Regions from separate parts of the Mus musculus genome. Here all the other regions are linked to region 7. A link is a contact called in public promoter capture Hi-C data. All regions are on one chromosome and are shown on one strand. The core of a region is the stretch at or near the end of the contact, and the rest is flanking DNA. Distances in the headings are between cores, read along the strand shown. Region 1 holds the start of Phc3 (polyhomeotic 3). Region 2 holds the start of Anxa5 (annexin A5). Region 3 holds the start of Skil (SKI-like). Region 4 holds the start of Ccna2 (cyclin A2). Region 5 holds the start of Prkci (protein kinase C, iota). Region 6 holds the start of Cldn11 (claudin 11). Region 7 holds the start of Ttc14 (tetratricopeptide repeat domain 14).

What was found. Promoter capture Hi-C pulls out the DNA fragments that hold promoters and counts their contacts. Capture Hi-C pulls out chosen DNA fragments and counts their contacts.
Region 1: a contact with region 7 is called in a promoter capture Hi-C map of pre-B cells, with 10 times the contacts expected there. The contact joins the promoter of Phc3 here to the promoter of Ttc14 in region 7. A contact is called at or near these places in 2 of 39 promoter capture datasets (liver and pre-B cells), 1 of 484 Hi-C or Micro-C datasets (CD4 T cells) and 1 of 9 other capture datasets (liver).
Region 2: a contact with region 7 is called in a promoter capture Hi-C map of pre-B cells, with 21 times the contacts expected there. The contact joins the promoter of Anxa5 here to the promoter of Ttc14 in region 7. A contact is called at or near these places in 2 of 39 promoter capture datasets (liver and pre-B cells), 3 of 484 Hi-C or Micro-C datasets (CD4 T cells and CD8 T cells), 3 of 115 datasets of contacts at active chromatin or transcription factors (astrocytes, bone marrow-derived dendritic cells and thymic regulatory T cells) and 2 of 9 other capture datasets (adipose tissue and liver).
Region 3: a contact with region 7 is called in a promoter capture Hi-C map of pre-B cells, with 10 times the contacts expected there. The contact joins the promoter of Skil here to the promoter of Ttc14 in region 7. A contact is called at or near these places in 3 of 39 promoter capture datasets (the 3T3-L1 cell line, liver and pre-B cells), 1 of 115 datasets of contacts at active chromatin or transcription factors (astrocytes) and 1 of 9 other capture datasets (liver).
Region 4: a contact with region 7 is called in a promoter capture Hi-C map of liver, with 4 times the contacts expected there. The contact joins the promoter of Ccna2 here to the promoter of Ttc14 in region 7. A contact is called at or near these places in 7 of 39 promoter capture datasets (the C10 cell line, embryonic stem cells, erythroid cells and 3 more), 2 of 484 Hi-C or Micro-C datasets (CD8 T cells and pre-B cells) and 2 of 9 other capture datasets (adipose tissue and liver).
Region 5: a promoter capture Hi-C map of pre-B cells shows a contact between it and region 7, with 13 times the contacts expected there. The contact joins the promoter of Prkci here to the promoter of Ttc14 in region 7. A contact is called at or near these places in 2 of 39 promoter capture datasets (erythroid cells and pre-B cells), 1 of 115 datasets of contacts at active chromatin or transcription factors (astrocytes) and 1 of 9 other capture datasets (liver).
Region 6: a contact with region 7 is called in a promoter capture Hi-C map of pre-B cells, with 10 times the contacts expected there. The contact joins the promoter of Cldn11 here to the promoter of Ttc14 in region 7. A contact is called at or near these places in 1 of 39 promoter capture datasets (pre-B cells) and 1 of 484 Hi-C or Micro-C datasets (B cells).

The regions. Positions count from the first base shown.
Region 1 is chr3:30,967,901-30,970,931 of GRCm38.p6, reverse strand. It overlaps Phc3 (polyhomeotic 3), which reads left to right and starts at 1,517. Exons shown (of 15, transcript NM_001165954.1): 1 at 1,517-1,558. The coding sequence starts at 1,545.
Region 2 is chr3:36,474,434-36,477,420 of GRCm38.p6, reverse strand. It overlaps Anxa5 (annexin A5), which reads left to right and starts at 1,534. Exons shown (of 13, transcript NM_009673.2): 1 at 1,534-1,848; 2 at 1,961-1,991. The coding sequence starts at 1,989. It overlaps 1810062G17Rik (RIKEN cDNA 1810062G17 gene), which reads right to left and starts at 1,484. Exons shown (of 3, transcript NM_028183.1): 1 at 1,182-1,484. The coding sequence starts at 1,286. It overlaps Mir7009 (microRNA 7009), which reads left to right and starts at 1,897; the gene lies at 1,897-1,960.
Region 3 is chr3:31,093,610-31,096,464 of GRCm38.p6, reverse strand. Skil (SKI-like) reads right to left here and starts at 1,407. Exons shown (of 7, transcript NM_001039090.2): 1 at 1,308-1,407.
Region 4 is chr3:36,571,258-36,574,363 of GRCm38.p6, reverse strand. It overlaps Ccna2 (cyclin A2), which reads left to right and starts at 1,326. Exons shown (of 9, transcript NM_009828.3): 1 at 1,326-1,583; 2 at 2,061-2,726. The coding sequence starts at 2,541. Bbs7 (Bardet-Biedl syndrome 7 (human)) reads left to right here. Exons shown (of 19, transcript NM_027810.3): 19 at 742-1,221. The coding sequence ends at 875.
Region 5 is chr3:30,994,452-30,997,519 of GRCm38.p6, reverse strand. Prkci (protein kinase C, iota) reads right to left here and starts at 1,749. Exons shown (of 18, transcript NM_008857.3): 1 at 1,435-1,749. The coding sequence starts at 1,535.
Region 6 is chr3:31,148,471-31,151,572 of GRCm38.p6, reverse strand. Cldn11 (claudin 11) reads right to left here and starts at 1,653. Exons shown (of 3, transcript NM_008770.3): 1 at 1,198-1,653. The coding sequence starts at 1,423.
Region 7 is chr3:33,798,663-33,801,653 of GRCm38.p6, reverse strand. It overlaps Ttc14 (tetratricopeptide repeat domain 14), which reads right to left and starts at 1,471. Exons shown (of 12, transcript NM_027619.4): 1 at 1,218-1,471; 2 at 574-698; 3 at 264-463. The coding sequence starts at 1,375.

The DNA of each region.
Region 1 (3,031 bases), core at 268-2,767, 2.8 Mb after region 7:
CCCCACCTATTGTGGCTGGTGATCCTGGTTCTATAAGAAAGTAGACTGAACAAGCCAGTAAGCAGCAGCCCTCCATGACCTCTGCATCAGCTCCTGCCCTGCTTCAGTTTCTGTTCTGACTTCCTTTGGTGATGAACGGTGATATAGAAGTGTAAGCCAAATAAACTCGTTCTCCCATGACCTGCTTTGGGGATGGTGTTTCATCACAGCAATGGAACCCTGAGACACTGAGATTAGTGCACTTCATCTCAGGAAATAGGAGACACTGTTTACGATCACTATGCTTCTTTCTCAGTCAAGAGCAACAGAGATTTGCTTATTTCTTGGATCTATGAAGCAAAGTCACACTGTGTATGTATGTCTACAAAATCCACTTTTCAGACTATTTTGGATACATATTTTTAATGTTTTATAGTTGTAGTTAATTTTTCTTCTTTCTTTCTTTCTTTCTTTCTTTTTTTTAAACACAGTCTTACATATCCCAGGCTAGCCTTAAAATTTCTGTTAGACCCGAGGTGGGGAAAAACATTTCCACAACTGTCTGATTAAGCAAGCTATACTTAGACTGGCTAAAGGCTGCCTCATCCAAGTTCAGGTTTCAGAAAGCAGCCCCTCACTGGCTTTTGAGGTCTCTGTTGTGGGGCAAGGATTAGGGTTGATAGATTACAGCTGTTGAGAGCGTTGGCTGTTAGCACCAGGACAGAAGAATGGGGGGACTCAGGGCTCAAGGCCGGCTGTGAGGTATACAAGGGTAAGACACTATATGGAAGGGGAGTCATCAGAGATGTTCAGGAGTTTAGCAAGGCAAAGGAGTATACATCATGGGGTTACAAATTCAGCAGAGGTTAAAAAGCATGGTTTTCAGGATATCTTAGGTTCAGGAAACAGAAGCTTACCCTTGCAAGGTATGGGGACACCATCCCCAAAGCAGGACATGAGGGAAAGGGTTTATTTGGCTTACACTTCTATAGCACCGTTCATCACCAAAGGAAATCAGAACAGGAACTCAAGTAGGGCAGGAACCTGGAAACAGGAGCTGATGCAGAGGCTGATGCAGAGGCTGTGGAGGGCTGCTGCTTGTTCAGTCTGCTTTCTTATAGAACCAGGATCATGGGGTTTCTGTTTTACATTATATAGTCTAGGATGACTTTGAATTTTTATTCAAAACAACACTTTCTAAGGGCCTAGCCATGTCTGGTTTATGTGGGGCTGGGTATTGAACCTAAGACTTGATGCACGTTTCTGAAAGTATTCTAGCAACTTCTACATTTCCAGCGCTAAGCAGAACTTTTTCTATATTCGTCGCAGACCCCGGGCTAAGACAAAGATTCTGAGCCATAGAAATAGAGGGTGTCTGGGAAGGACCACTTAGGGAAACACAGGCCACCTCACAGAGAGAGTTGAGGTGGGAGGGAGCCTGGCAGTCGCTGGCCTCACGTGACCTCTGCGCCCCCCGCCCCCCAGATCCCGCCCCTCGGCTCTTGGCTCTTGCAGGGGGAAAAGGAGGCGCATGCGCACTTCGTGTTAGTGATGGAGGAGAGAAGATGGCGGAAGCGGAGTGAGTGACTTGCTGGTGACTGATGTCGTAACCGGGGGGCGAGTGAGGGCTGCGACACGTTCCCCCGAGGCAGCTCTTGGGGCTCCGAGGCTGGCGGTGCAGGGCGGAGGCGAGGCGGGAGCCACGGCGTGGTGGAGAAGCCCGACTGTGGGAGGAGGATGGCAGGTCCAGCCAGCCTCCCCTCGGGAGTGCGTGCTGCGCCGTGCGGTCCCGGGGCTGTGTGGTCCTAAGCGCACAGCTACCCGGGGGACCCTAGTCTCCGGGCTCTCCCGGGACGCGAGCCCTGCGGCGCTCGGCCGGGGCTGTCATTCCAGCCGCGGTCCCCGCCGAGGTGTGTCCGGCTGGGCAGGCGCCGCCGGGCCTCCGCGCTGGCTCCTGCGGGCCCGTAGCCGTCTGTCTGTCCGTCCGTCCGTCCGTCCGTGCGGCGGGGGCGCGGGGAGGCGCAGGGAGGCGTCCGGACAGCGGCTGCGGCCCACGGCCGAGGCTCCCCACCTCCCCGGCCTTTCCTTGCAGTCCCCCTCCGGGCTCGGGCTGCGGCGGCGAGCCTCCCTCCCTGGAGGGCCGCATTCTTGGGTAGCGCTGTGATGCTATGCTCAGTTGGCGACTTGAAACTTCAGGTTCCCGGGTAGGCCTCTGGAGTGCCAGAGCTGAACGCGGCAAGTATTTCCGTGCCAAGCCCGTGCGCTCCCCGAAAGTGTTCTTTTGTACCAGGCCTCGAAATGTAAAGCGATGGTTTGCCCAGTTGCACACATCCAATGTTTAGAATTACTGTCTAGGTTCCCTGACCATTTTTGGTTCGTCAGAACTCACTGTCTTCTTCGCCCGCCTTTGGGCTTTGAGAGCACAGCTGAGCAGAATAAGACTTTGAAAGGCCAGGGTTTACGGTGGTGGCTTGGATGCCATTGGTCCCGGTGCCAAAGTGTTTTGACACGCAGTAGTTTCAAGATTTTACCTTACTGCTGATTGAGTGTAGTATTGAGCAGGTGCCATATGATACTGTGGTTTGCTGATTGGAAGGAAATGAACAGCAGAACGTCTAAAAATGTGATTCAGCTCCCACTAAAAGAAGTTAGCAGCCCCATCTGTTTTTCCTTTCACCTTACTTTCTCCCTTGTATATTGGAGCTGTTAATACAGCCTATGGTGGCTGGAGACTCCTGAGTCTCATTGAGGCCAGCCTGAGCTACGTAGTGACACCCTATTTTGTTTTGATTTTTAAGAAAGAGAAGTAAATGTTCTTGTTACAGGCTTGTCGACGGTGGGAATGCCAGCCGGTTCAACTTTTATTTCTCAGGAGAAAAAGACAGACAAGGAAGGAGGAATCCAGTGGATTCTCATGGGGCCTTCTGAGCCTGGGGTGACAGCTACTGTGGTTTTAGTTTGTAACAGCATGGAAGCCCTTAGAGGCTTGGCTTTATTAAAGTATAGATTTCTCAGTGGGTAAAAATTTGTACTACAACATAAATGACATAAG
Region 2 (2,987 bases), core at 285-2,784, 2.7 Mb before region 7:
ATCTTGTGCCATGTGATGCTTCAGTGAGATGAGGTTCTCTGAGGAAGCCGACCCTCACCAGACCCTGAATGTGCAGAGCCTTGATCTTGAATTTTCCAGCTTCCAAACAGCTGAGAAATAAAATTCTATTGCTTGTAAGAAACCAAGTTACAGCATCTCGTGCTTTCTTTCACAGTGTGCCCTCTCCTCAGTGCTACGCTATATTTAGAATATTAAGGTAGGCCATTTTATGAATGTCTCCTAGGTGCTCAGAACACTCAATAGCATTCAGTCAGGCTTCCTTCCCTCTAGTAGGAAAGGCTTCTGAAAAGCCTTCTTGGGAAATAGTGTTCCTCTGCCCTCTCATGCATGAGCTCTGCCTTTCAACACGGAAAGTCAGCTTGCTCCTCCAGACTGGGGTCCAGGTGAATAAGCTAATTGTAATAGGATGTAAAGGCAACATTTGCTGGGGAAGATCAAAGGTCTGGGTCTAATAATTTATGTTACTCCTTGGCTGCAGGGCGGATCACTAGTCACTGCCAGCCGTAAGGCAGTTTTCCACAGCACTGTTAAACAGGCTTCTGCGGTCTTAACTCCAGAGAAGGAGGACACGGAGTTGAGTAGATGTAAGAAAAAAAAATACTTAGGTCAAAGACTGAAGGAGATGCTAGTAGAAAGAAAGTAGATAAGTGTGAGCGACTGAGAGATAGGTGGGCCTTAAAGGAATGCGGGGGCGAGGAGGCAGGGAAATGGTTGCATCGAAGTCATAACCGTACTTGAAGGGTCAAGTGAGAGGATCCCTTAGTGTAGGCAAACAAAACAAAACAAAACAAAAACCAAAGTAGTCTAGAAATTACAATTCCCTGGGAGAGGTGCTGGAATGTCTAAGGCTGTGGGAGCGGCTAGGTCCCCAGAGAAGGGGGCGCATGAACAGGAAAAGCAATAGGACAAGGGTACACAAGGGAAAATGGCAGGCTTCCCCTCCTCAGCGGCAGTTTTGTCTGCTTTTCCAGAAAACCATCAGTCTACCTATCAGGGCCAGACTCAGCATGTGGCAAGGCTCCCCCAACCCCCACCCTCGGTTAGCTTCTTCTTGCTCAAAAACCTGATTTTGATCCTTCTAGAACATCCGCGATCCTTTTGCAGCGTCTTTAGGCCTGGGGGCGGGCGGGGGGGGGGCGGGGAAGCTCCATCTTAGTCACCTTGCACCTGGGGTCTTTGAAGTTACAGGCTGAGTTTGGAAGTGAAACCATTTCCGCTCTGAGGCTTTGACACTGCCAGGTACAGCTCTTAAAAGAGCTGCCCATCAGCTACACGGACATCCAGAGGCAAACACTAGCACGAAACACTTGGAAAGCAGTCTGGAAAAGGTCCTCACTGTCCCATGCTTAGAGTGCGGTGCAAGACGCTGTGAGGTGCCGCTGTGACAGTCCCTAACTCTCTAGACACACCCAGACCCCTGGGCCTGCAGCGCCTCCAGCGTAGCGAAGAGTGAGCGAAAAGCCCCACGCAGGCGCAGGAGCATAGAGGCTAGGACGTGGCAGGGCGTGTCCTGATGGGGGCGCGGCCCGGGCTGGGACCTAATTAGGGAGGTGGCCATGGTAGGGGGGTGGCCTTGTCTGAGGAAAGTACCGTATCCAGGGATGTGGCAGCTGCCTGGGACAAGGCGGGGCTTATAGTGCAGCGTCTCTGGGGGCGGGACCCTGGTGGGTGTGTGATCTTGGCAGGGGCGTGGCGTGGCGGGGCCAGGTCGGGCTAGGCTGGGCTGCCCAGGGCGTTTCCGTTGCACGGAGTTGTGAAGAGTACTGCCTTGTCCTTTGGCGTGTGCATCGGTCCTGCTCTCACCCGCAGCCTGCGCTCTACTGCCTGGTAAGTGGCCGTAGTCCCGGGAGCGACTCCTCCACCAAGGGCTCAGGGCCCTTTTGGGGTCAGGGGACCAGAGCTCCAGTGACCCTGTCTCTCTTTTCCCCTCTCCCTGCAGCTCCAGTCCACTCCTGACCGACAGCATCATGGTAAGCCGTGTGACCGCGACCAGGGCGATCGGGACCCTCTCTGAAGGCAGCTGCCTTCGCAGTCTCTTGGTTTTCGCCTTTCCCATCTGTGTCCCGCTCTGTGTCCTCTCTGTGACCTCTTGGGTGTCCCCCTCCGTGTGCGCTCTCCTGTTTTCTCCCTCGCCCCGGAGTGTCCGGAACCAGCCGGTGTTTCTCCCCGGTGCATGTGAATCAGGCCGCCCCAAATCCAGAGTTGCCAAAATTAGATCCGGAGCAGGAACAGTTCTCTTGGTCATGTGAGGAGAACGCCCTTTGGCTTCCCCTATTTTTTTATTTTTCCCGCAGTTTCCTGTGTTTGAATACTGGGTGTGCGTGGGCAATCTCCATGGTGCTTCAGGGGAGCTTTTTCCAGCGCAAGGCGCAACTTATTTAACAGGAACCGACTGTGCCTTTTCTTTCTCTTTTTCTGCTAAAGGCAGTGAACCAAAAAGCTGGGTTTCCAAAGTAATGAACTGGCAAAACGAGTTCTGAATTGAATTTGCCTTGGGATTCTTTCAGAAGTTGACTTCCGAATAGGTTTTTGTTGTTGTCATTGTTTTAGGAGATCTCTTAGTATTTTTCAAGACTGTAGCAAAGAAAAGTTGATTTTTGTTTTGTTTTGTTTTGTTTTCCAAGCTAGGGTTCCTCTGTGTTGCCTTGGCTGGCCTCGAACTCACAGACTGCCTCTGCTGAGGGCTAGAACTAAAAGCCTTCACCACCACCGCCCAGCGTATGTAGTAATTTTTCAAAGCTGGTCATGTGAAGAAGTTATCATACCTAAAATATTCCGCCCTGAGGCAAAGTGGTTATACCTGGAATCCCACATCTTGGGAGGTAGAGGCAGGAGGATCAGGAGTGAAAGATCATCTTTGGTCATCAAGGGCCTTGGCTTTAACAGGCGGCCTCAACAAACAAAACAACAAAGCTTTCATCCTGAATGAAACTAATTTAATCTTGCCAATGTGACTGACCTGTTCA
Region 3 (2,855 bases), core at 158-2,657, 2.7 Mb after region 7:
TTTAGAATACGAATAACCAAACCTCAGTACCAGAGGCTTTCTCAACTATGCATGCCATTTAAATTTTAAAAAACAATCCTTTCTCGTTAGAAAAAAAAAAAAAAAAAACCTGTAGTTTCTGGTCTCCCCACCCCCCAAGATACATGTTAATATACCTACCATATGCAACTAAACTTCAAGTACATTCATACATACTATCTTTTTGGAATGAAGAAGAAAAAAAAACTTTCCCTTTAAAAGGTTAGCGAATTTGCCTAATGGAAGCCAAAAGCTGTAAGACTCCACGCCTGGAAATCTCCATCCATGAGCAAGACTAATCCGGGACAAAAAGCACAAGGCAGACAGACCTCACAAAGAATGCAAATGGAGGCAGAGTGGCGAAAAAGAGTATTCATCCACTTCCCTCCCTGGAGAAAACCCAGTAAAAGCCGACAAATAAAAAGCTTTGCTTCTAAACTCCCAGCAATTTATGTTAACACAAACCCAGAGAATTATGGACGAAAGCCACCTAGCCACCGTACTGTGACTTTCGCCACTACAGGGACACCTCAGCCAAGGCGAGCCAAGGAAAAGGGCAGAAGGCATGACCTAGACCAGGGGCGCCCCCACAGCCCTGCGCACACGCAGAGACACCCACTCATCATCAACCCAAAGGACAGGGAAGCAGGGGACTCCCGGCGTCTGGTGAGGTGAGAGGGGGCAGAGGAAGTAGGAGTCCTCCCAACCCCCACCTCTGTGACTGGGATCACCCTAAGTGCCCTCCCCACATCGCCCCACTGCGGGGGCCGCCGGTGGAAATACCCCACGCCCCCGGCCCGCGGGAAGTTCTCTAGGGTTACCTAGGCGCCCCAGGGCTGCGCCTCCCCCCACTTGACCCACCCTGAGCCGTGGCACCCACAGGGGCGCGGGCAGGTTAGGCGCCAAGCCCGGAAGCCCGCGTCGCCGGACGCTTAGAGCTGGGGCCAGCCCGGGGCATCCCCGCCGAGCGCAGACGGCCGGGGGATGGCGGCGATGACCAGGGTCCAGGTCTCCTGGGTCCCGGCGGCTCGGGTCAAGTGCACCGCCATCCCCTCCCAGCTGACCCGTCCCAGAATCCGCGAGGCCTGTACACCCGTGGGACCCCCGCCGCGCGCCCTGTGCCCGCGACCCCGCCCGGGACCCCCACGCATCCCGGACGCCCCACTCAGGCCCTCCGCGCCCGGGCAGACCCCCGGGCTCTGTGCCCTCCCCATCACCCCCGCCGCCGCCGCCTCAGCGCCCCCAGAGGCCGCACGCCCCTCGCGTCCCCTCGCGACCTGCGGCCGCACCTGTGCCCGCCGTCGCCGTCGCCGTCGCTCGCCAGCCGCCTTCGCTGTGCCGGCGCCGCTCCGAACCCCACACACATCGCTACACACAGCCTCTGACGTCACCCGGCCCGCGGCCCGCCCACGTCACTGCGGAGACACGGCTTCCCGCAGACGCCGCCGCCGTCTCCGGCCGCCCGGGGGACAGCGAGGGCGGCGGGCGGGGGAGGGGAGGGAACGAAGCCAGCGGCGCCGCGCGGCCCCGCGCCAGCCAGCCCCTCGGGCGCGCGCGCCGTCTGGCCTATTGTGGCTCCCGGCGGGCTGCACACTGCAGGCTGCGCGCGCGTCCCCAGCCCCGACCGGGGCGCGCGCCTGGCGCCTCGGCCGCGCACGCGCGTGCTCCCGCTCCCCCGCCCCCCTCGCGCGTACCCCGCGCTGCTGGCCCGGCGCGCCGTCTGGGCGGCTGGCGCACGGCGCTGTCTGCGGTGCCCGGCTCAGACAGGATGTTCCCTCGGCCCCACCCCCGCCGCCCTCCTTCCTTCCTCGAGTCGCTCAGCCGGCTGTCTGGGGCCGCCCTCGCCACGCCCGCCGCCGTGTGGCGACGGGCCAGACCTGGGGGCGCCCTGGCCGCCGGGCCGCCGCGCTGCGAGGCGGGGGGGGTGAGAAGGGGGAGAGGGGGCAGGGCGCGGCGGGCTGCACTGTGCGCGACCCCGGCAGCTGGCCGCGCCCGAGGTCAGGCTCGGCCAGCAGCCCCCCTCAACCCCCGCGGCCGCAGCTGGCCGCCCGGCCCCGCCCCGGAGGTGGCCTGCGGGTGGCTCCCCGCCGCGACCCCCGGGCTGAGCCCGCCGCGCAGACGCCCCCGCGCTGCCACCGCCCCCCCCCCCGCAGCGCCACCACCTGCCCCCGTGCTCCCCGCTCCCAGTGTTGCCACCCTCCCCCCGCCCAGTGCCGACGTCGCGGGGCCTCTCGCCCCCGTGGGGCCTCCCGCCGCGGCCGCCCTGCCAGCTGCCGGTGAGCAGCCCCGCCTGGCCGCTCTGGGGTGGCCTGACCCGGCCGCCATCGCCCCAGAGTCCGCGGTTTGCGCACCGCGGGGACAGATCTTGCTGCCCCAGCTGCTCTTAGCCTCCATAAGTGACCCATTCTGATTCACTAAGCACTTTGGTTGGTGTTTTCGGGTGTGTTTTTTTCTTTCTTTCTTTCTTTTTAATTTTTCCAGAGACGGTAAGAGGTGGAGGAAGATAACCACTTTCGGCTGCCACCTCGAACCGCCGGCGGGGGTGGGTGAGGGGACTTCCTAGCCAACGTATCCAGGATAGCTCGAATATTCAACTCTGTGAAGCTAGCCCGTCATATTTCGAAACACCAAGAAATCCCCTTTTCTCCACCCCACCGCAGGATCAGGAACTGAAATAGCGCAGCGAGTAGCACTGCGCAGACTTAGGGAACTCGAGCTTCGGCGACGGTGGCGCACCCCACCCCCACCCCACCTTTTTTTTTTCTTTTTTTTTTTTTTTTTCCTTTTCTCGCCGGGTTTATTTTACCGCTTCGGGGTTACTCATGTTTGGGTCTACA
Region 4 (3,106 bases), core at 77-2,576, 2.8 Mb before region 7:
TGATGGTGTTGCAGATCTACCGTCTCTCATCTGTGATTCCAAAATCTAGGAAGCAGCTTTGAAAACCAAAGTTTACCTTTGTAAATCATTTACCAGCAAATTGTCTTAATCTGATTGACTTCATGATAAAACCTGATTTAAACTGACACGAAGCTTTTTCTATTTTTTTTTTAAATCCCACTGAGTGCAAGTATTCACCTGTTTATTGTAAAAGCATTGCCATTTTGTTAGCAGATATCAGCACTCAGTCTCATTGGACCAATATAAAAAGTATCAATGGTATATTCTTTTTCTCTTCCTAAAATATACTTTTTTTCAAGGGTCTTGTATAAATAATAGACAACTTGAGTTGTCTCTGTGTTACATCTTGAAAACTCAAAGGTGCAGTAATTTCCCAGACCTCTGCACCCAGTAAGCCCATGGGTGAAGTGCTTCAGTTCAGACGTTCTTCCTGATGCAGCAGCAGTCAGTCGCTGGGATGCAGGGTGCACCGACACAGATTCAGAATCGCGACCAGTGGCTTGTCTAGGTCAGCAGTTGCAACCCATTGTTAGAAGGTTATCAAATATTTATGTCTTGAAAGTTGCTTCAAACCTTCTCCACATACACATCTGTTTTTAAAAACACCAACCTCTTCCAGGCTTGTATGTGTTGAATAATGGAGTCTCAGGTGGTGAGAGAATGCCACATGCATTGTTAAAAGAACTAATCAATAACAAGAAATAATATTTTTCTTCGTAGGTATGATTACTGATCTTTTTATAGATAAATTTAAGTTCAAAGGCACTAATGTAAAAACCAAAGTACCCATGCTCCTGGAGATTCTCGACAGCTACGACCAGAACACACTGATTTCTTTCTTCGATGCAGCATGAAAGATAAACAAGGTAGGCCAACAGGACAGCCGAAGAAGCAAGCAGAGCCTGATCAGACCCGAGGCACCTCAGATGGACGTCCCACATGTAATCAGAAGAGTGACGGCCTCTAAGCATCCCCCTACGAGTACCCATGAAAGTCCTTTTTATTGTGTACTTGAGGGGAAAAGAAGATCTTTTAGTCATTCATTTCAGGGGAATATTGCATTGAAAGTTTTAGAATACTATTAAATAAGAGCAAATAAGCTGTCTTTTGTTTTCAAAGGGTAGTTATGAAAACAATGATTACATTTTATTATATTTTATGTATGATTCTTAACTATTAAATGTGAACATTTAAGGTAATATACTTGTGTCTTTATATATTTATTTAGGTTTTGTATATATTTCTCTGTGTGTGTGTGTTTGGGTTGGTTTTTTTTTTTTTTTTTGTGGTTTTTGTTTTGTTTTGTTTTTCGAGACAGGGTTTCTCAAGACAGGATTTCTTTGTGTAGCTGACCTGGAACTAACTCTGCAGTCCAGGCTGGCCTTGCACTCAAGAGATCCACCTGCCTCTGCCTCCTGAGATGCCCGGAAAAGGCTTGGCCATCGCCTCCTGGCTGCCCGGTTTTCTTATGAACACTTTTTTTCTACTTTTGAGACATCATCTCACTACATAGCTGACTTGGACTAACTTGAATTCAGAGATCTGAAACTCTGGGATTAAAGGTATGTACCACAATGCACTTCATTTCTAAATGTAATATCTATTTGGGTCAGTGGAACTTCATGGTCTGATGTCACAACCAAGGATTAGCAAAATTAATGGACAGCTGAATTTCTTGTAGTACACCACTTGTTATCAACAATAGCTCATGTTGGCATTTTAAATTAACCCATCTTTAATTGGGGGTGGGGGTGGGGTAGTTTACTGGAATGCGGGGCATAGAGACACGCCTTTAATCCCAGATCAGTGAGCTCTGATAACGGATATCAGTGAGTCACAGGACAATTGGGACAGCATTATGAGACCCTGCCTCAAAATCAAACAACAAACAAATGATATACAGGAGAGGTGAAACAATAGTAAACAGTAAAAGTTCCAGCGTTTCCCTATGTTGTATGGCAGCATCACAGAGAAAGAGAAAGGAGTAGTGTACCCAGGACGGGGCAGTTTGTCATTCAGATCCATACGCTCCTGCCTAGGCGCCACCCAGCGACCAGGAGAAGGCGCTTCACCCCTTAGCTGAGGCGAAGGCCGACACCTCGAGGCCCCGAGGGCTTGTCTGGACCGCCCAGCGGCTCCGGCAGGATCCTATGAGGCTACAGATCCACTGAGCAGCAGAGATCGGCCGAAAGCGGCCGCCCGCCCCGCCCTCCTCTGCGCAGGCGCGTCCTCAGGCTCCCGCCCTGTAAGATTCCCGTCGGGCCTTCGCTCGCGGCGACCGGCGCTTCTGGTGACGTCACGGACTCCGGACGCCCTCATTGGTTTATTTCAATAGTCGCGGGCTACTTGAACTACAAGACCAGCAGCCGGCGGGCGGCGCGCAGCTCGCGGCTCCTGGGCTCTACGCTCCTCCCGCCTGCAGCCTCTGCTCCGCGGGTCGGCCGCCAGGGTCCCGCGCTGCTCCGGAGCGGCGGGCGCTGTGCACGCTCTGCCGCCGACAGAACCGGACCGGAGCCGCGATGCCGGGCACCTCGAGGCATTCGGGTCGCGATGCGGGCTCAGCCCTGCTCTCGCTGCATCAGGAAGACCAAGAGAATGTCAACCCCGAAAAACTGGCGCCAGCCCAGCAGCCGCGGGCGCAGGCGGTGCTGAAGGCCGGGAACGTGCGTGGACCCGCGCCGCAGCAGAAGCTCAAGACTCGACGGGTAATAGGGCGCGGGGGTCTGGAGGAGGGCCGGGCGGGAGCGGTCCTGGGTTTAGCAGCCCAGAGGGCCGGAAAGCACGCTGAGCATTCCAGGGGGAGTCAGGCTGCAGTCTTCGCGGTCCGGGCGTTTCTAGTACCAAATAGTCCCACGAGCTCTGCCGACCCGTGTAGACCGCCCTTCGGCACTAGTGGCGCCGCGTTCCAAAAAATGCCCGGGGTCATACCAAGCGTTGCCACTCGCGTGTCGACTTCCCCCAGCTGTGTACCTTTCCCTCCACTTTTAAAGCCAGGCATTGCATTAGGATGTAGATCCCTTCCCCCTCACCATCTGCTTCCCAGATTACTACTTCAGGGAAGGACATAAAGCAAGTATTCTTCGTG
Region 5 (3,068 bases), core at 500-2,999, 2.8 Mb after region 7:
AAGTGGAACCTACTCAAAAGCAACGTTTCTCAATCCGTAGATCTAGATCCCTTTGGGAGGGGTCTAAGAGCATCCGAAAACACAGATATTCATGTTACATTCATAACAGTAGAAAAATTACAGTTACAGGTAGTAGCAAAATAAATTGGGGTCACCACAACATGAGGAAGAGTATTAAACAGTTGCAGCATTGAGAACCACTGCTCTAAAACAAATGTCTCTCAAATTATCAGAAAGTTGTGTGTTTGTCCTCGGAAGGATGGGCTGTGGCTCTTCCAATCTTGCAAAGTTTGTTCATGGCTGACCATGAACCAAAATGCCTAAAGCAATTATTATGACAACTACCAACTTTTTAAAAATTTCAAAAAAAAAAAAAATTAGTGCGTTTGCGGAGACTATTTTAACCTCATTTTCTCTGTTTTAAGTGAAAAGAACATTGTCTACTGCAAATTCTACGAATTAGTCCCAAATCAGTCAATGTCAGAGGCTGGAAGATAACACACAAATCTAAGGCCTTACATGTACACATTAAGACATGTGCAGCTTCAGTTCTCTTGAAAGGAAAACAAGAAAGAACCGGGAAGGTCTGCTATCTTCACTGATCCCCTCAGGAATGTGAAAGCACGCACAGCTCTTTTAACCTTGTAGCACTTGAAGCTTTTAAAAGCAATTTATTTCTGCCTAGACAAGCAGAGAGGTCTTCTGTTAATCCCTGCTCTCCAGTCTTTATGCTCACGCTGGCCTTTCACCTCAGCAGAGATCCTAAATTATCTCAAACCACACACTGAAGTCAAAGGAGAGGAAGAACTTTATGATAAGTCACGATAGAAAATGATTTGGGCTATGCTCAGAACTGGATTACTTTTGGCAGAGACATTAGTTTAAACGTTTGGTAATCAAGTGGGGTAAAGATCGTTTCTAGAATTTAAAGCCTTGGCTTCTCACCTTTCGATAGCTCACCCTAACTTCCAAAATGTGGGTCAGCACATTTGCACCTTAATTCTGACCACCCAGGATCCAGTGCACATCCTATTAAAAAGTATCGACTTTGGTACTAACTCTAACACCTATAGCGGCTCTCTGACCATAGTCCAGACTTATTTCATGAACTCTCCCACGGCGAAGGATAGATGTAAACCTGATTTATAAGACGGAGGCTTCAGGCCTGTCTGCAATGAAAGGAGCCACCTAACGAAGCAGTCCAGGCTTGCGTGCCCACAGTAGTGAGTGAACAGAGGCTTCCCTCGAAATCTTCAATCCACCCAGTCCCGAAACAGTTGCAAATTTCTCCGTCAGCTGATTTGTCCTCCCCTCCGGTTGCGCCCACTCTCCTCCGCCGACTCCTGGCGACCTACACTCATACGTCCAGGGTGCCACCAACCGCACCTCTCGCCGCCCCCACGATCGCTCGGGTCCCTGACCGCCAACACTCACCCGCGGTAGTAGGCTTTCACCCGGACCTGGTGGGAATGGTCCCCGCCGCCGCCGCACGCGACCGTGTGGGACATGGTGCTGCTGTCCCTCTGGGTCGGCATCTCCTCACTCCCCCGCCTCGCCGCAGGAGGCCGAGGGGGCCGGGGCAGCGCCGGGCGCCGCGAGGGTCTCGGCCTCCCGAGCCTGTCGGGAAGCCGTGGCCGCCCGCCTCGCCGACCAACACGCCTAGCCCGCGGCGCGGAGCGAGCAAGGGGTCGCTTCGCCGCCAAGCCCGAGCCCCAGCGCTCCTCCCTCCGCCCGGCACAACACGCCTCCCGCCGCGGCTCCTCCCACCACGCTCGCTCCCAAGGCCGCATTCCGCGGCAGGGCGGGCTCAGGAGTCGCGGAGCCCCGGCGCTCTCATCCTCACGGGGGGGAGAAGAGGCTAGCAGAGGGAACAGAACCCACCAGCCTACTAACAGACGCTCTGAAATGGGAATATACTTGGATATTAATATAAGTAATTGTAAACCACGCCTTTAAATGGAAGGATTTCTACAAAACAACCTACAGAGCACCCACGCTCAAGGTTGCTTCCCCTATTTCTTCTATTTAGTCTCGTCCCAGCTAGCCCGCCACGCTTCCGGAATGTATTTGCTGCGCGGGATTCTGGGATTTGGAGTCCCGGTGGGATTCTGGGACTTGTTCCTTAAGTGTAGAGTGCCGCGTTTTCGATCTTGTGCTTCCCGGGAGTTGTAGGCATGGAAGTCCTGAAAACCGCTTGAGTATCTGAGGGCACTGGAAAGATGGCTTCGTCAAGATGTAGAATCTCCTTCCAATTAAATTCTCCATGTCAATTTCATTGATCATTGAAATTAAACAGTTCCCTTTTGGGGGAACAAGATTTGATTACCTGCTCAGCAAATCCTTTTCGGGGAGAATTTAATAATGTAGGTAGCAAAAGCATTAGTGAATGCAACGAAAGAAGAAACTCAATTGGGAGATACCACAGGAGAGAGACTTCTTCAAGGCCCTCAACCCGTGAATATTGCCATTCTATAGAAGAAAGTGCCCAGTGAATACTTAACTAGTGTGTCAGTTCATTAGCATTTATTTTACTTACACTAGTCTGGTCGAGAATTAGAAAAAAAAATCTGTCCGTGTAACTTACTTTCGGACTTCCTCAGATCTTGCCTGTATCACTTACTCTACCCTTAAGGTAGCTTGAATCTAGCCACCAGGTCAGCTCAGATAGCAACATGTGCAAATTGTTGAAATAAGCAAAGATATGGCTTTCTTTTTGTTATTGTTTGTTTGTTTTTGGTTGGTAAGAGGTTTTCTCTCTGTAGCTGTCCTTGAACTCATTCTGTCAGGCTAGACTCAAACTCAGAGATTCGCCTGCTAGTGCCTCCTGGGTCCTATTAAGGGCATGTGTCACCACTACCCAGCAGCTTTCTTTATAATCATACATTAGATTTGGTTGCTTGCTTTATCAGAGCTACTATGTGTGACACTTAGCTTGGTACTAGCTTCATCCAACGTCCACAAATTTGGAGTATATGAAAATTTCCACTAAATAACTTTTTTTTTTTTAACAATTAGAGGCTGCATCATCACGTTAAATATGGATTGATTGCTGATGGTCATTTTTTTTA
Region 6 (3,102 bases), core at 404-2,903, 2.7 Mb after region 7:
TGAGTTCCAAATGTCCTGTCTGTAAAAGAGAGGGCACCTAAGGCTCTAAAAGGGGGTACAGAGTCTCTGAAAACCCCAATGCGCTCTCGGGAGAAGGCACAAATTTAGCTCCTCTCGAGACCTTAGGGCCTGGCTATGCCCTTAAATATATACATGACCCAGACAAGGCCAGAGGGAGTTAGGCCACCTCACCTAGGTGACAGTGAAGCCAAAGGGGGTGACAGATTTCTAGCAGAAATCCACAAGTGGTGCTCACAACCACCCAAGTCATCCAACTGGCTACAGGTTTCAAAACTGTTTCCAAAAACTTTCCCATGACACCCAAAGATGCTCCCTCCCAAACTCCCTCACCCTGGGTTTCCAAGGCTGCCCGACATTCCCGACCCCACCACCACCACCACCACGACCACCCCACCCCACCCCACTCTGTGACCCTAGGCATTGAGTGTGTCTCCCTGGTGGAGTTTCCTCCCCGCAGGGTACTTGTTCTTCCCAATAGCTAGCAGCCTGCTGAGCAGAACTGGAGAAGGGTGTCACCCTGGCAGAGAGAGGGTGGGAAGCACAGTCACTGCAGGAATCCCAGGGGCAAACGGTAGGTAAAGATGGTGACAAGTCAGATAAGCAGGCCCTGAACTGAGAGAACCAACTGAGACTCACTAATCCGGGCAGTCCAGAGACTCCTCGAATGTGAACGGAACCTCATCCGGGTGACTCCGGAGTGCCATGCAGTCTAAGAAGCTCAGCTCAGCCTACACCTATTTGAAATTGCCCTTTGTTCTCTTCTCCTCGGGCCTATAGACAGCTCTAATCGGAAGCCCACTGGAGATGGCACAGTGGGGGTGGGGGGAGGACTGGAGTGTCTCTTTGGTCGATTAGCTTGGGTACCTGGGATGATGAAATCATGGGGAATTAACAATAGTGTATATGATTTCCCACCATGTGTATATGATTTGATTCATGAAATTCTCAAAGCCATTGATTGACCAGTGTTACCTTTATCATCTCATGTTCAGATAAAGAAACTGAGGCTGACAGGTGGCTCTTTAGGACTAATTCTCCTACAGGGTTGGATTGGAGATGTCAAAAATGTATCATCCAGAGGTCTCTGAGTCTCCAAACTTCTGAGAGCCCTGTCTAAAATCCCCAATTCTAGCCCAACCTGCCTCTGGAAGCTGCTTGCAAACTTGGAGTCCTTACCTGGAAGGATGAGGATGTCCACCAGGGGTTTGCAGTGGTAGAGACCAGTGGCCATGACGCAGTCAGCCCACAGGCCCTTGGAGCCCAGTTCGTCCATTTTTCGGCAGGTGGGGATGGTGTAGCTGCAGGTCACCACCCAGTCATTGGTGGACGTTGTGACGATGATGCCAATCCAACCCACGAAGCTCGTGACGAAACCCACCACCTGAAGGCAAGTGGCTACCATGGTGGCCGCAGCGACGTCCACGCAGCTCGACTCACACGGATTGTGCCCCCTGTGTCGTCCTGGACAGAGCCTTCCCTAGGCTTGCCCTCTTGGCCCTCGCGAGCCGCTGGCTCCGGGCTACTCGAGATGGGGAGAGAGCGGCTGCAAGCACTGCTGCGACAGCGTGCAGCGGGGACAGGTGCGCCTGGAGGGGACTGCAGCGCTGCTGGGCAGCGCGTCCCCGCCCCCTCTTTAAACTCCGGGGCCCGGGCTGGCAAGCGCCAATCCGCGACAGCCCCCGAGACGAGCCGGCCAATCGCAAGCCAGGCTTCGGTGCGGGTGTAGAAGGGAGCAGGGGCTGAGGAGGGGCAGCAGGCTGCCCCACGGCTGGTGACACACGGTCAGCGCTGGGAATTAAATTAATCCCATCCCGATAGGGACCCGCAGAGTGAAGGGGGCGCGTCCAGCTCCTGTTGGGTTTGTTAAGCGTAGTCTCACTCCTAGAGAAGTAGTCTCTCTCTCTCTCTCTCTATGTCTCCCTCCTAAACTTCTACCAACTCTCCGACCGCTCCCTCTTCTCTGCTGTGGACACTTCCAAGGGCACCTAGTACATTTTCCTATGCCCCTAAGGAACAGAGGGGACACATTCAGCACTCCGATGTTGCCATAAGAAAAGACCGGGGAGAGGGCTTAGATAGCTTAGTAAGTGAGGGCCCTTACTGCGCTGGCACACGAGAGAGCCTCAATCCCAATGCCCAGCACCCAGTACAAAGCCTGCCATGGTGCTTACTAAGTCCGTAACCCGGTGCTGTTAGACTGATACGGAAGGACCTCTGAGTTTGCTAGCTGCCATTCTAGAGCCAGGTTCAGTGCCATTCTGTGGCTCGAGGAAATAAGGTAGATGGGGATAGAGCAGGACACGGGACATCCTCCTAGTGCACACGTGTGTACACAGACACACACCCCACACACACCGCCACACATAAACACACACATACACACTTCGCAAGAAACAAATAACACAATAAAGATGGTGCCAGCAGAATTAACTCTGGTCACAATAATGGTGACGATTACTCACTGTTATTAATACTTGATAAGTGCATGTGTTCTTATACCACAGCTTACTGAATTGTCCACACTTTGCAGTGGGGACAACTGTCAATTCTACACAGAAGAAACAGCCCCCCAAAGGACAAGCTCCTGAAGTTCACACAGCTAGGAAGGAGACTCCGTGGGCCCCGCTCATTCCTGTCCCTGACCTTTCCTGAGAATCCATCCTGGTTATCACTTTCTGAATGTTCCTAAAGGGCTTGGTGTTCCATTTGTGATACATTAAAAGCCAGGCATTCTGCCCAGATCACTGTAAATAAGTTAGCTTCTGTTCTCCACCGAGAAAACCGATAGCCCAGATTGAGTGGGAAGCAGAAGCTATCAGCAAAGGCTACCAGGCAGCCCCCTTCTCTACACGCATTCAGATAAGGCTCATTCTGTGCCCTTGGGCGGAGGGAGGCACTGGGGATGAACCCACGGACTTGAGCAAGCCAGACAATGCTCTACCATTGAGCTACAGCTTCGGACTTGTGCAATTTTAAGTCAAGAAAAGGATTGCTTATCTTACTGTATGGCTTGATCTAGTCACCTGGGCCTCTTCCCCCTCTCCTCTTATTCTATTTAAAATGGTGGCAGATTTCAGCAAA
Region 7 (2,991 bases), core at 222-2,721:
TTTTTGATAGGGATTCACTATAGAGATCAGGCTGGCCTTGAACCCACCTCTGTTCAGCCCACCTCTGCCTCCTGAGAACTAGGGTTAAAGGCATGTACTGTCAATGTCCAGCTCTCTAAGGCTTTTGGTAAGAACAACTACTGTTTTTTTTTTTTTTTTTCAGCTTATCTTTAACCCTCCCCCCCCAATATCCTACCAGGTAAATGTAAACAGACTTGGATAAGCACATAATTTTTGCATGGGATGAGTGTAGAGTGACTTACTGTGATTTCTAAGTGCGAAATATCTCTCACGATGCCACTTCCTAAACAGATCAACACCATGAAAAAACCAAACTCCCGAATAGAGCTAATTCTTCCAATCACTATATCACCACGTTCAATATCTCGGAAGAAGAGCTCTCTCCGGTCCATGCTTGGCATCTCCATGAACTGCTCTAAGGGTGGCATGACCGCATAAAGATCTGGAATAAAATAAAACCAAATCACCACGATCATTCTGACTTCCTTCTCCTTTGATAAAATGCTTTAAACTAACCAGTAAATCTTGAAAAGCTTCTCAGACTAAACTTACTGTCATTGTCGTCATGCACTTCAGAGGGTGGAGATGCGTCTGATTTCCAAGACAGTGCAAAAAGCAGATCCGCTTTTTTAGAGATGAATTTTTGTATTTCAATGTTGTCAACTCTCTTCTCTTTCCTTAAAAGAAAGGTGACTATATACATGTACATATATATATATATATATATATATATATATATATATATTTTTTTTTTTTTTTTTCACTGATCCACGCTCTCATACATCCAAACTCGTGTACGGCAGTTTTCATCACCCAACCCTGCTTAGTGTCTCCAGGGGAAGTTTTATTTATTTTAGCTTTTCAGTATGCATTTATTTAGTGCTGTGATGTGGCGTCCATGTGCCACCGTGTGCAACTGGGGGATCATAGGACAAGGCTGGGATTGGTTCTCGCCTACCCTTGCGAAGCCTGGGAATCGGTCAGGTCAGGCCGCTCGATGGAAAGTGACTTTACCCACTGAGTTCCGGAAGAAGTTTTAAGCCCGTTCTCTCTGGAAACGGGAGCAGGGAAGCTTTGGCGGCGGCTCGGAAGGCGCATCCCGGCCATTCAGCCCGGAGCCAGTGCCTGGTCACACACCCCGGGGCTCGGTCCCTCCTGTCCGCCCCGCGCCCCGGCCCGGGTCACGGCCCCGATACCTGCCGGCTCCCGGAGGAGGCGCCGCGCCGCGGGCTGGCTCGGCCGCCGTGCCCAGCAGGCTCCGGAAGTGCGGGTTGTCCTGCTGTTCACTCCGCAGCAGCGACAGCAGGGCCGGGCCGTGGCAGCCCAGCGACTGCCGCAGCAAGTCGCGGTCCATGGCGAGCCCGCCAGGCTCCGGCGTCCGAGCCCGCGCTCCCGCAAGCCGAGGGAAGCTGCCCGGACGCGCTAACCTCCCGGAAGCGCTCGCGGCGGCGAGCTGCCTCAGTCTCGCGAGACCTGGCGGGACTACGGGAACCCGCAGGAAGCGCGAAGCGGGTCTGGCGCCGAGGGCGGAGTAAGGCTGGAGGTGTGACGTGTGGGGACGCCTGAGCTTAGCACGTACGTCGGGCTGTGTGGTTCCTAGGTCGCCAAGGCCAGAGCTCCGGTCTCTTTTTCACCGGGTGCTGCCGAGTTCAGCGGTGCAAGGGTGGCTGGGCGGCCGCGGAGGAAGTTTCCTCAGTCCTGTCTGCCCGGGGCGGCGCCCGCGTCCCCTCAGGATTGCCTCAAGGTGGCGGTCGCAGGAAAGCTGCCTGCTAGACCGACGTGGGGCAGACAGACAAGGACCTACAGTTGACTTGGCGGCGGCTGGAGGCGTGTCCACCTTGTTTCTCGCTGCCTTTTAGAGGGATGTGGCTGTCACCAGCCCGGAGAGCTTTAAAGCGCAGCGCGCATGCTCTGTTCTGGCGTGGCTTTGTAGGAGTTTTAGGATAAGCTGCCTACTACTAGGGTGATATCTGTGGGCTGCCTGGTACACACTGGTACCGAGTGCTTTAGGTGGCTTACTTAAAACTGGCCAGCGTTTGCTGGCTACACTTCAGTGCTAGCTCTACACCGAGTGTAACCCATAACCCCACACAACTTTGTTCTACACCTGGGCACCACACCCATACCATCAGGGCTTTTGTTTGTTTGTTTGTTTTTTGTTTGTTTTTTTGTTTGTTTTGTTTGTTTGTTTGTTTTCCAGTTACAGGGGTTTCGAATTCATTTTCTTTCGTGACAAATACGTGATTTTTGAAAGGGACAGGACACTGGATAGTTGACCAGACCAGAGGGGGTACAATGGAAAGTGAGGGAGTTGGTTAGTGCTTGGGTTTTCAGCATGCTAGCCAAGGATTCTCTCTACCACTGAGCTACAACCCCACCTACATTTTTTTTAACTTAAAAACTCTCCAAGAAACTTTAAAGAAATATGAATAGTTTAATGAACTGTTGGGAGGGGGTGGTACAGGGTACGAAAATGGTGAAGGAAATGAAGAAAGCAGAATATTCCAAACAGATTTTCACTGCTTGGTTTCTAACCCTACTTTTACTGTGATTTCAAATTTCATCTTAAAAGTAAACACATAAGCCGGGCGTGGTGGTGCACGCCTTTAATCCCAGCACTTGGGAGGCAGAGGCAGGTGGATTTCTGAGTTCCAGGCCAGCCTGGTCTACAGAGTGAGTTCCAGGATAGCCAGGGCTACACGGAGAAACCCTGTCTCGAAAAACCAACCAACCAACCAAACAAACAAACAAAAACCAAAAAACAAACAAAAAATAGTAAACACATATGTATATCCTGTAACAAACACTAGACTCTAAAGATGAAAATACGCCCTGGCTCGGAGTGACTCTGTTTGTTTGTGGAAGACAGATAAGAATAAAGGCATAAAGCTATAACACTGAAGGTTAATGTGGCTACCTAAGGTGTGGCCTCAGATCTTTTTTTTTTCTAAATTAGGTATTTTCCTCATT